Regions from separate parts of the Hordeum vulgare genome. Here region 1 is linked to region 2. A link is a contact called in public HiChIP or PLAC-seq data. All regions are on one chromosome and are shown on one strand. Each heading gives the region's core, a stretch centred on a gene start, on an enhancer-like site or on the middle of the called end of the contact. The rest is flanking DNA. Distances are from core to core; before and after follow the strand shown.

Region 1 (4,539 bases), core at 416-2,915, 340 kb after region 2:
TGCAACTAGTACCTCCGGGCTCCCGAGCGCACATGCACAGAAGCCATAGTCAGATTTGCTACTGCGAAGGTCGAGGTGTTTGGACCTCGGTAATTGAGAGAACCAATTGTCGCCGACGTCGAAAGGCTCATGTACTCTCAGAACCAAGATGGTGACCATGTATGCTCGGATCTCTTGATTGCATGTACTGGAGATGGAAAAAACTAACTATATGCTCTACCATCATTCTTGAAGTAGTTGCATCATAGGACCTTTGGATTTGGCATGCTTGAGTCTCATAGCGACATCAACGTGTTGCAATAGTCTTTATTGTTTAATAGGCCGACTAAAGGACAAGCTTTTCTGTGCAACTATACTGTTAATGGAGATGACTACAACATGAATTACTATTTGATTGACGCCGTGGGCGACTTTTGTAAGACCATCTCTGAGCTAGTTGATCAAAAAAGAGGTCAATTTGCCCAGAGACAAAGAGTTAGAAAGCATGTGGAGAGGTCATTTGGAGTGCTTCAAGCCCATTTTCAGTTTCGGTGACCTGCAAAAATATGAGATCCAATGACCTCGCAGGAGGGGATGACACGTTGTGTGATAATGCACAATATGATCGTGGAGGATGAGGATGAAGATGTTGCGGGAGGTCTGGAATTTTGAGAACATGGATGATTCTATCCAATTTTCGCATCAGAATCTAACAAGATTTGAGGAGCTTGTTCGAATATATCAATAAACTCTACATCGAGCAACTCATGAACAACTTAAGCAAGATATAACAAAGCATATGTGGGCACTTAAAGTAGACAACTAGAACATATGTACTAGTTAAATTCAAGTTTCAACTATTTGATTTCAGAACTTAGTTAGATTTATATTTACATTTGAACTAATGGCGCATTTGAATATTTTTCACTCCTTGAAGATGTGATATGTTGTTATTTTAAGTGTTGCAGTTTTTTAAAAAGCGAAACAAAGGTTTATAGATCAGGATTGGATAATGACTCATGTATCCGTGTCCACAAATAAATCTGAACCAACCCACAGACAAATAATGTGTCTATTTTAAGTGCCGACGCTGGAGATGCGCTAACCATATATGCCATGTGATGCACGAGCTCCCTTTTTTTTACTTTGCATCATGACAGGCACAATAACACTATATTGCACTCCCATAGTCTGTAAAAGGTCTCGCAAAAACATGTTCGTAAAAATCTGAAATAATTCATACATGTAACATGGGCCATAATCTATACACCTGCACATTTTGGTTACGAGACACGATCGATTCTTCCTTCTTTTATGAATACGGTATAAACGCAAGCATTGATATAAATGTGTATACATTCACCTCTATGAACGTACGCACATACATCTTATTTTTTTAACACCTTTCAAAGACTTGTCGAGCGTCTTTTTTCACTAAAAATATATTATCGAAAATTCTGAAGTAAGTTCAAAAATAATGTGAGCACGAGGACTCAAAACCTAAAAGGCTGGGATAGCACGGGTACTCTAACCATTCAACCAAGGATTGATTCGTCACGATCGATTCCTTGGGTTGAAATAATTCATACATGTCTGAAAAAGCAAGACATATATTCACCAAAACTGAATCTTGTTACCATTAGTTAGCATTCCCTCCTTGTTTCTTTACCTCTTGTGCTTGCCTCGTTGAGAGACCACAAACTCCACCAAGGCCCAATCACAAGCATCCACTTTCTTTTTGCTCATCTTCTCAAGGCCTCCAACGGTGGAGGCGGAATAAACTCCGGCCACTTTTTGCAGCCGCCCGGAATTTGATACTCCCCCGGTCCTCCCCTATATAGGCACGCCTCCTTCCACCTCCCTCCTTCGCCACTTTCCTGCCTTCCTCCATTGCTCGCCGTCCTAAGCCCAGCCGCTCAGGTAGGAGCACTAGAGCCGACATGATGGCGGAGGCGTGGATGAACGTGCTGCCGCCGCCGGCGCCCTACTTCGCCGGGCAGCCGTGCTGGGCCGTGCAGCAGGAGCGTCGCGGAGGCGGCGCTTGGACGCTGGAGGAGAACAAGGTGTTCGAGGAGGCGCTCGCGGCGATCGACCTGGACGCGCCGGACGGGTGGGAGATGGTCGCGCTGATGCTGCCCAGGAAGACGGTGGCCGACGTGGTGAACCACTACAGGGCCCTCGAGAACGACGTCGGGTTCATCGAGGCCGGGCTGGTCCCGTTCCCTCACTACGACAGCTCGTCCCCTTCGTCCGGGTTCACTCTGGACTGGGACGGCGGCAGCGCCGGCGCCGGCGGGTTCCGGCGCGGCTACTGCCTCAAGCGCGGGCGCGCCGACCAGGAGCGCAAGAAGGGCGTCCCGTGGACGGAGGAGGAGCACCGGTAAGCCGCCATCTTCGCGATCTTCTTGTGCTCCGATTGTTGGCGGTGGAAATTTGATCGTGTTCATGCGCTGCGTGCGTGCAGGCTGTTCTTGAAGGGGCTGAAGAAGTACGGGCGAGGGGACTGGAGGAACATCTCGCGCAACTACGTGACGAGCCGCACGCCGACGCAGGTGGCCAGCCACGCGCAGAAGTACTTCATCCGGCTCACCTCCGGCGGCAAGGACAACAAGCGCCGGTCCAGCATCCACGACATCACCACCGTCAACGTGCCCGACGAGGACGACCGCAACAGCCCCTCGGGGTCCCCGCCGTCCGCGGTCACCACCGCCGACACGAAGCCCTCGCCGTCGTTCGGCGGGCAAGGGCAACGGCACGCCTTCATGCCGCCGACGCTGCCAGTGGGGACGCTCGGCGGCGGCCATCCCTACGGCAACGTGAAGCTCGAGCACCAGAGCTCGTTCATGGACGGCGGCACAGTCCTCGACATCGACGACTCGCTCCTCCTGCAGATGCAATGCGGACAGCTGTGACGTCCCCTCTCGCCGCGGCGAATCCCGCCCGGAGGACAAAACAGCGGCGGCACCCATCACCATCATCGCATCCACGGCCGTGCTTGCCTCGAGAGCAGTCTGGTTGCAGAGCCGGCGTGCTTGTGTCTCGATCGACCGACACCCAGATGATGGCACCCAAGCGAAAACATGTGAGAGCGACACGGCGGTGCGGAGCGTGCAGGTCTGCGTCCATGGAGAAAGAAACCTCAAGAACCCATCGACGTGCCGCCCAGTGTACATAGAACCTCAACCTCCCACTGTACTGAAAAACAAAATCCGAAATAAGCCTTCGATGAAGCTCGTACTCCCGTGTGCGTGCTCCGGTCTCAAAATTGTTGGAACTTGGAAGTTTCGATTTGGCTAGGCTCTCTCGGCCGCCTGAAATCGTCCATGTGCTGCCGGCCTAGCCTGGCGCCCTGGCACCCGGGGCTTCTCATCAATGCTGATCTCGTTCCGTCCGTCGTCTCCGCCACGAAATATTGAATCCTCATCCTCCTGCGCAGGCCGGCCGGGCATAAACTAGTCCGCCTCGTGTTCCTTGCTCTCGCTCCTGCCTGCTGCCCGCCCATGCGCAGGTGTTGGCTCAGCTCAGGGCGCGCGCGCGCGCGCCACCTCTGGCTCCAGTTGGCCAGCTGCGGGGAGAGTATCAATTTGATTCGTCAATCAGCTCCACGAGAACTGCCTTGCCTTGCCTTGCGGAATGATGTAGTAGTGGCTGGCACGCTGCACGCAGCATCAATGCACTGTGGCACTACTACTACAGTACTACTACTACTACTAGCAGGGAGGGAATGAGTTGGAGGTCCACCCAGAGCAAGCCAAAGGCATCACATGCGCCAACAGCAACAGCAGCGAATCCCGTGTCCTTCTCGCTGTCGTCTCTACCCTTTTCGTCCCCTTCCTCCCTTCCCAGAGCGTGGAAAGCAATGTGAACTCGCACCGTTCGTTCATCAGTGGCGGTGGGCGCACGCTGTCGAGGGCACGGCCACGGCAGCAGCAGTGAGATTCACTCATTCGTGCAGGTGCCGGTCCCCGGAGCTCCAGTGGGACGCAGCGCTTGTCTGCCTGTTACGCGGTACGGTCTGGACGGGCTCTGGAGGCGGCTGCAGCGGCAGGGGAGGCTTCTGCGTGCCCGGCTGCGGCTGGACTGCCGTCGTCGGCGCCGGTGGCTGGATCGGGCGGTGCCCGTTGGCTCCTGGTGGTGGACTGGTGGCGCGTGACTCGGCGCTCTCTCGCGGGGGGAAGATTCATCTCCGTGACTTGTGTCACGTCGCTCTTTTAGCGAGCACCTGACCTGACCTGACCTGACCAGACCACTCGGCTTTCCTCCCCGACGAATCATTCGCCCTCGCCCAATTCCAGATCGCATTAGCCGGCTATAATAATACGCTGTCGAGCCGGCGAATGGGGTGCCTGGTCCGGCCACGACAGAGCCAGAAAAGCGGGACCTGAAAACTAAGTTAGTAGTAAGACTAGCTAGCTAAACCAAAACCTCATCATCAGCGTCGCAAAGCTCCGCATCAGAGAGAGCTGAGCCAGCCGTCTCTGAAGTCTGAACTGAATCCCACGGGGACGGGGTGGTTGGTGTCCCCTCTGCCGCTAACCATCTGGTTTTGTTTAGCGGCCG
Region 2 (4,797 bases), core at 1,618-4,117:
AACGTAATACAGTATTCACCTGCCACAAGTATTGTAGATAATAATCTTTGTGCTATGATTGTTAGAATAGTTAATCTATAGCTTTTCCATCAATGCGTATCTTCGATAAATGGGGAATTATCAATATTGAACTGATATCGCGTCATTGGGACACTAGTACAACACAACAACATGAGCCAACCGAAGCACATACGATATACACTTCATATATAGACATTGTCATTATTCAAGAATTCATCCGATTAATCAGTTAACTAGCCAGTTAATCTCTACTCATAGGGTGGCCAAATCAAATAACATATATTCATCGTGTTAACTTGCTAGGCGATTAAATGGTCTGTCAGACCGATTAAATGGTCAGTTGGACCGATTAATAGGTTGTGAGGCCAATTAGTTGTTGTTGGCCCGCTAACTCGTGGGGAAACAAATCTTGATTATTTGGCCCATAAACCCTTTTAGCCCCTCACGACCCTAAAGAGCTAGGGTTTTGCCCTCCACCCGCTCCTCTCACCCCTTCCCGGCGTAGATGGCAGTTGGCCATGTCCTCGTTGGTGCGCCGCCACTTCCCCTACTCCCCTTTGTATTGTTGCTTTCTCTTCTTCCTTTGTACGCCTCTACTTCCCCTCCTCCTTCATGACCTGCCACCTTGGAAGCAACCCGTTCAGACGCCATGCACGACCGTCGTCACCTTTCCTTTATATGTCTTTGTTGCGTGGACAACATCTCTCTGAGTTGCATCCCAAACGGAAATCAGCTAAAATGTGTTGTTGTATACATGTTTGTTGATTATTTTTATGAACACATGGATGATTATTTTTGTATACATGTTTGTCATCTATTGAGAAAATAAAAAGGTGCCATTTGCTTCATATTTGTAATGTATATTTTTTCTCCATACAAAATTTGCTTATATTGAGTTTAAAATTACACTGATTAGGAGACTAGCTCATATGTATGTGTCTACCTGATAGTAACCAAGAAAGAAAGCCGCACGCCATTAGCACATCAACAAGGAGAACTCAGGAACACTGATATCAAACACTTGACAACCTTATTTTATTTCCAGTTACCAGTCCCACAATCCATCCATCTCCTTCAGCACGTCGCTGCCTAAGCTAGTCAATCCAGGCACTACGAGCACCATGCCACGGTCCGCCCGCGCGCACCACCACTTCCCGAAATGGATTCATCCTCCTGCACAGTGCACACATCCGGGGAAGGCAGCTTGACGACATGCCATGGCGGCCCTACTTGCGCGCGCGCGCACGCACGGACGCACGGACGCGGCAAGGCATCGATCACAACAGGTGCGCCGGGCACGACACGTAGCGCATGAACCCGTCGTCGCGGAGCAGCGCCGCCATGGTGTCCGGGGCGAGGCACACCTCGATGTCCACGCTGCCGTCCCCGGAGCGGCCCGGGAACGCCGACATCTTGCCGTCGAACTTGTTGGCGCGCCCGCTGCGCACCGCCAGGGGGCGGCCCCACCCGAAGTCGTTGCCCTCGTACATCGGGAACCGGTTGGAGCTGCCCATCGTCACCACCGCGCCGTCCGGGTTGCCCAGCGGGAAGCACCGGGGCGCCGCCTGCCACGCGGCCGCCGCGCCGCGTATCGCTTCGTCGCCGTACGCCGCCAGGCTCGCGTTCAGCCTGGACGCCGCCCACCGCAGGTCGTTGGACGCCAGCTCCGCCACCGTCGCCGTCGTGGGCGCGCTCTGGATGGCGTTGCCGAAGTAGGCAGGGGAGACCGCCGGGCGCAGCCTGTGACGGCAGTTCACCGCCAGGCGAAGCGTCGTCGTCGCGTCGGCGTCGAGCTGCTTCCGCGCGCGCGTCGTCGAGATCCATATCTGCGCGCACAGTGACTGGAAGGACGAGATCTCGGTGCGCGCTTCCTGGTTCTTGGGGTCATGCGCCATCTTGCCGTAAACCTCGGCGTCTTGACCGGCGCTGGACCGACGGTTGGCTATCGCCTTCAGCTCGCGAATTGCGTCCCTGCTGAAGTGGAAGATTCTCTCGCGAAGGGGCGCATCCGCGTCAAAGGTCACGGCGGGGCCCACGCCGCCGGCAAAGCGGAGGACGGCCGTTGACTCGCCAAAGAAGTTGCGGCGGAAGTCCGGCAGCTTGGGCGACGCGCCGCGGCAAAGGGCGGCCCAGGTGTTATAAAAGTGCCAGAAGGAAGTGCCGTCCACGACGGCGTGGTTGGCGACGACGCCGATGAAGACGGCGCCGTCGCCGAGCACGGTAAGCTGGAACGACGTGAGAGGGCGGCGGTGGCCCTCGTAGCTCACGGTGCGGTCCATGGGGAACAGGTCCTTGGTCAGCCTGGTCGGGACGTCGGCGTTGGGCAGGAGGAAGTCGTTGAGCGACAGGGCTGGCGCCACGGCGTGATGGAAGTCGACGCCGGCGTCGTTGCAGCGGATGACGATGCGGTCGTCGGGGAGGGTGACGAAGCGGCCGGCGAGGGCCGGGAAGATGGCGAGCGCGCGGGAGAGCGACGACACGAGCAGCGAGACGAGGGAGGCCATGGGGACGTCGGGGGCGGGGAAGAAGAGGCCCTTCTGGATGTAGTGGCACGACAGCATGGGCAGGTCAGAGACGGAGAGCGTGAGGTCCCCGATCGCCGACGGCGGGCCGTCAGGGAGCACGGCCTGCCTCGACACGACGGTGATGCCCGAGCCCGACATGGGCGCGTCCAGGCAGATGGCCTGGTTGGGCATAATGGCGGGGGCGGTGGGGACGGTGTCCATCATAGTCATGGCGGAGAGCATCTGAGCCATGGGTGCTAGCTGATCGGTTGCTAATGGCGCGTTGCGCAGTAGAGGCCAAGGAGGTGGTTTGGGCAGTGCTGCCTTGTGCTGGACAGTGAGCAAGCTGGGGCGGTTTATATAGGACACCAAGGGGGTGCTGGATGCATGCACCTGAGCGCTCATCGCATCACTACCTTCTCTACCAGTAATAACACTGTTTTGGATATTCTCTGGGCAGGTTTGGTGGTTGTCTGATGCACAGATGCATACACAAGTCAGATAAAGGATCAAACACATACTCCTATCTGTATGTGTGTTGAGGTAGTACTTGTGACTTGTGAAGGGCTCAGCCCCCAAAAAAAGAAAAGGAAAGGTTCCGTTTCTTAAAATAAGCGAGGATGGTGATTAGGATTGTGTATCAGCGTTAGCCAATTTGTTGGTTGTGCTATAAAATATTCCAACTCTTTGGGGGTTGTTCCAGGTAGTAATAATTAGAATAATTGTTTGCAACGCCGTATAAATATTCTACTATAGCTGCTTTGCTCATGATTTACCTGCCTTTATTATTGTCATTGCGTAAATAAATGGTTGCCAAACAACAATATTGCACGTGATTTATCTGCCGAAATTCAAGGATTTTATTTGATGATAAACTCTTATTTGGTAAGCATTAATCTACCAAAAACATTGGTAAGTCAATAAATGGTGGGGAAATTAAAGCGGTTTTCAAGAAGAAATGGTGAACAAAACTAGGGATGGGAGGAGTTTTTTTTTTTAAATGAGAGAGGGGAAGGGCGATAAAAAATGCTAAACGTATGGACCTTTACGGACCCTTTCCTAATAACCTTTTCAGCTCCTGATTTTCATCCGGTGGGGGCCCTCCCTCTCCCTTTAATCTAATCACAACGTGACAAATCAATACCATCCTGTAAAACGTCTATAATCTTTCGTCGATGTAGCGTTACGCGTGGGTGATGTATGAACTTATACAATCCCCAACCCCCTTTAGGCCTTGTTTGGTTAGGATACAATTCACATGGATTGACATGGATCACAACCCAATCCACATGGTTTATTCTGACGAGGAACTGTTCCCTGTGGATCATAGTTGACGTGTTTGGTTTGGGCCACAGCGGGGAACTTCCCGGCCCAAACCATGTCGATCTCCTTTCATCCACGGGGCTCAGCATAATCGCCTCTGATGCGTGGAACAGATCCACACGAGGAACGTCTTGTGGCTGATCCTTTCTGCCCCTTGAGTCGCTACAGCTGCTCCTCTCCATTGCTGCTCCTGGGTCAACCAAACGAGAGCTTAAAGGGAGGGGATTGGTATGCAGGGATTGATGACAAGAAGGGATCAATCTAATCCCTAGGTGGATTAGTTCCACCAGGAGATTAGTTCCACTACAACCAAACAAGGCCTTAATGGTAAGTAAAACAACCATAATTCATCAACTGGTAACATGAGCGATCCGCTGCTTGGAGTGATCGCCAGACGTGTTGTGTCCTGTCCAGCTCAGTTGTCTCGTAACTAGTGAACACATATCTAACCCACACGATGCTCAACCATCTTATCCCCGAACCCTCATCCTCTCTCTTCCAGGAACCACCACCCATCATTCTTCCCCATGAGACCATGATCTAGCCATGACAAGGCTCTATTTTGCCCCTGGCTGGTGCTGCAAGACAGCGTCAATGGATTGCAAGGGAGCCCCATTCCCTTCTCCTGCTCCTTTCCCACCACTTGCCGGTAGAGGTTGCCCCACTGCAGCCACGAGGAAGACGACGAGTGAAGTCAACGACAAAAGGCCCACGTGAAGCAGGCCAGAGGAACCCGATGATCGACCCGTAGCACGAAACAAGGAAAAATGGTTTGCCGACGAGCGCAATAAGTCTTGTATTGCAAAGCGTCAAGCGTAACACAATCTTTGTTGCAAAGACTGACGCACCTCAGTTGTTCACGGAGGAGTGATCAGACGACTGTCTCGTGATCCACCAACGGTTGCATAGGCGGTTAATCTTTTCAGATTATCATCTTACCCATCGCGTA

Evidence for each region. HiChIP or PLAC-seq counts read pairs in DNA pulled down with a chosen protein or histone mark.
Region 1: a contact with region 2 is called in an H3K4me3 HiChIP or PLAC-seq map of embryo, with 5 times the contacts expected there. The contact joins the promoter of LOC123440522 here to the promoter of LOC123440520 in region 2. A contact is called at or near these places in 1 of 6 Hi-C or Micro-C datasets (leaf) and 1 of 1 datasets of contacts at active chromatin or transcription factors (embryo).

The regions. Positions count from the first base shown.
Region 1 is chr3H:545,585,384-545,589,922 of MorexV3_pseudomolecules_assembly, forward strand. LOC123440522 (transcription factor DIVARICATA-like) reads left to right here and starts at 1,666. Exons shown (of 2, transcript XM_045117087.1): 1 at 1,666-2,359; 2 at 2,444-3,216. The coding sequence starts at 1,920. The coding sequence ends at 2,891.
Region 2 is chr3H:545,245,226-545,250,022 of MorexV3_pseudomolecules_assembly, forward strand. LOC123440520 (protein ENHANCED PSEUDOMONAS SUSCEPTIBILITY 1-like) reads right to left here and starts at 2,868. Exons shown (of 1, transcript XM_045117086.1): 1 at 1,030-2,868. The coding sequence starts at 2,777. The coding sequence ends at 1,299.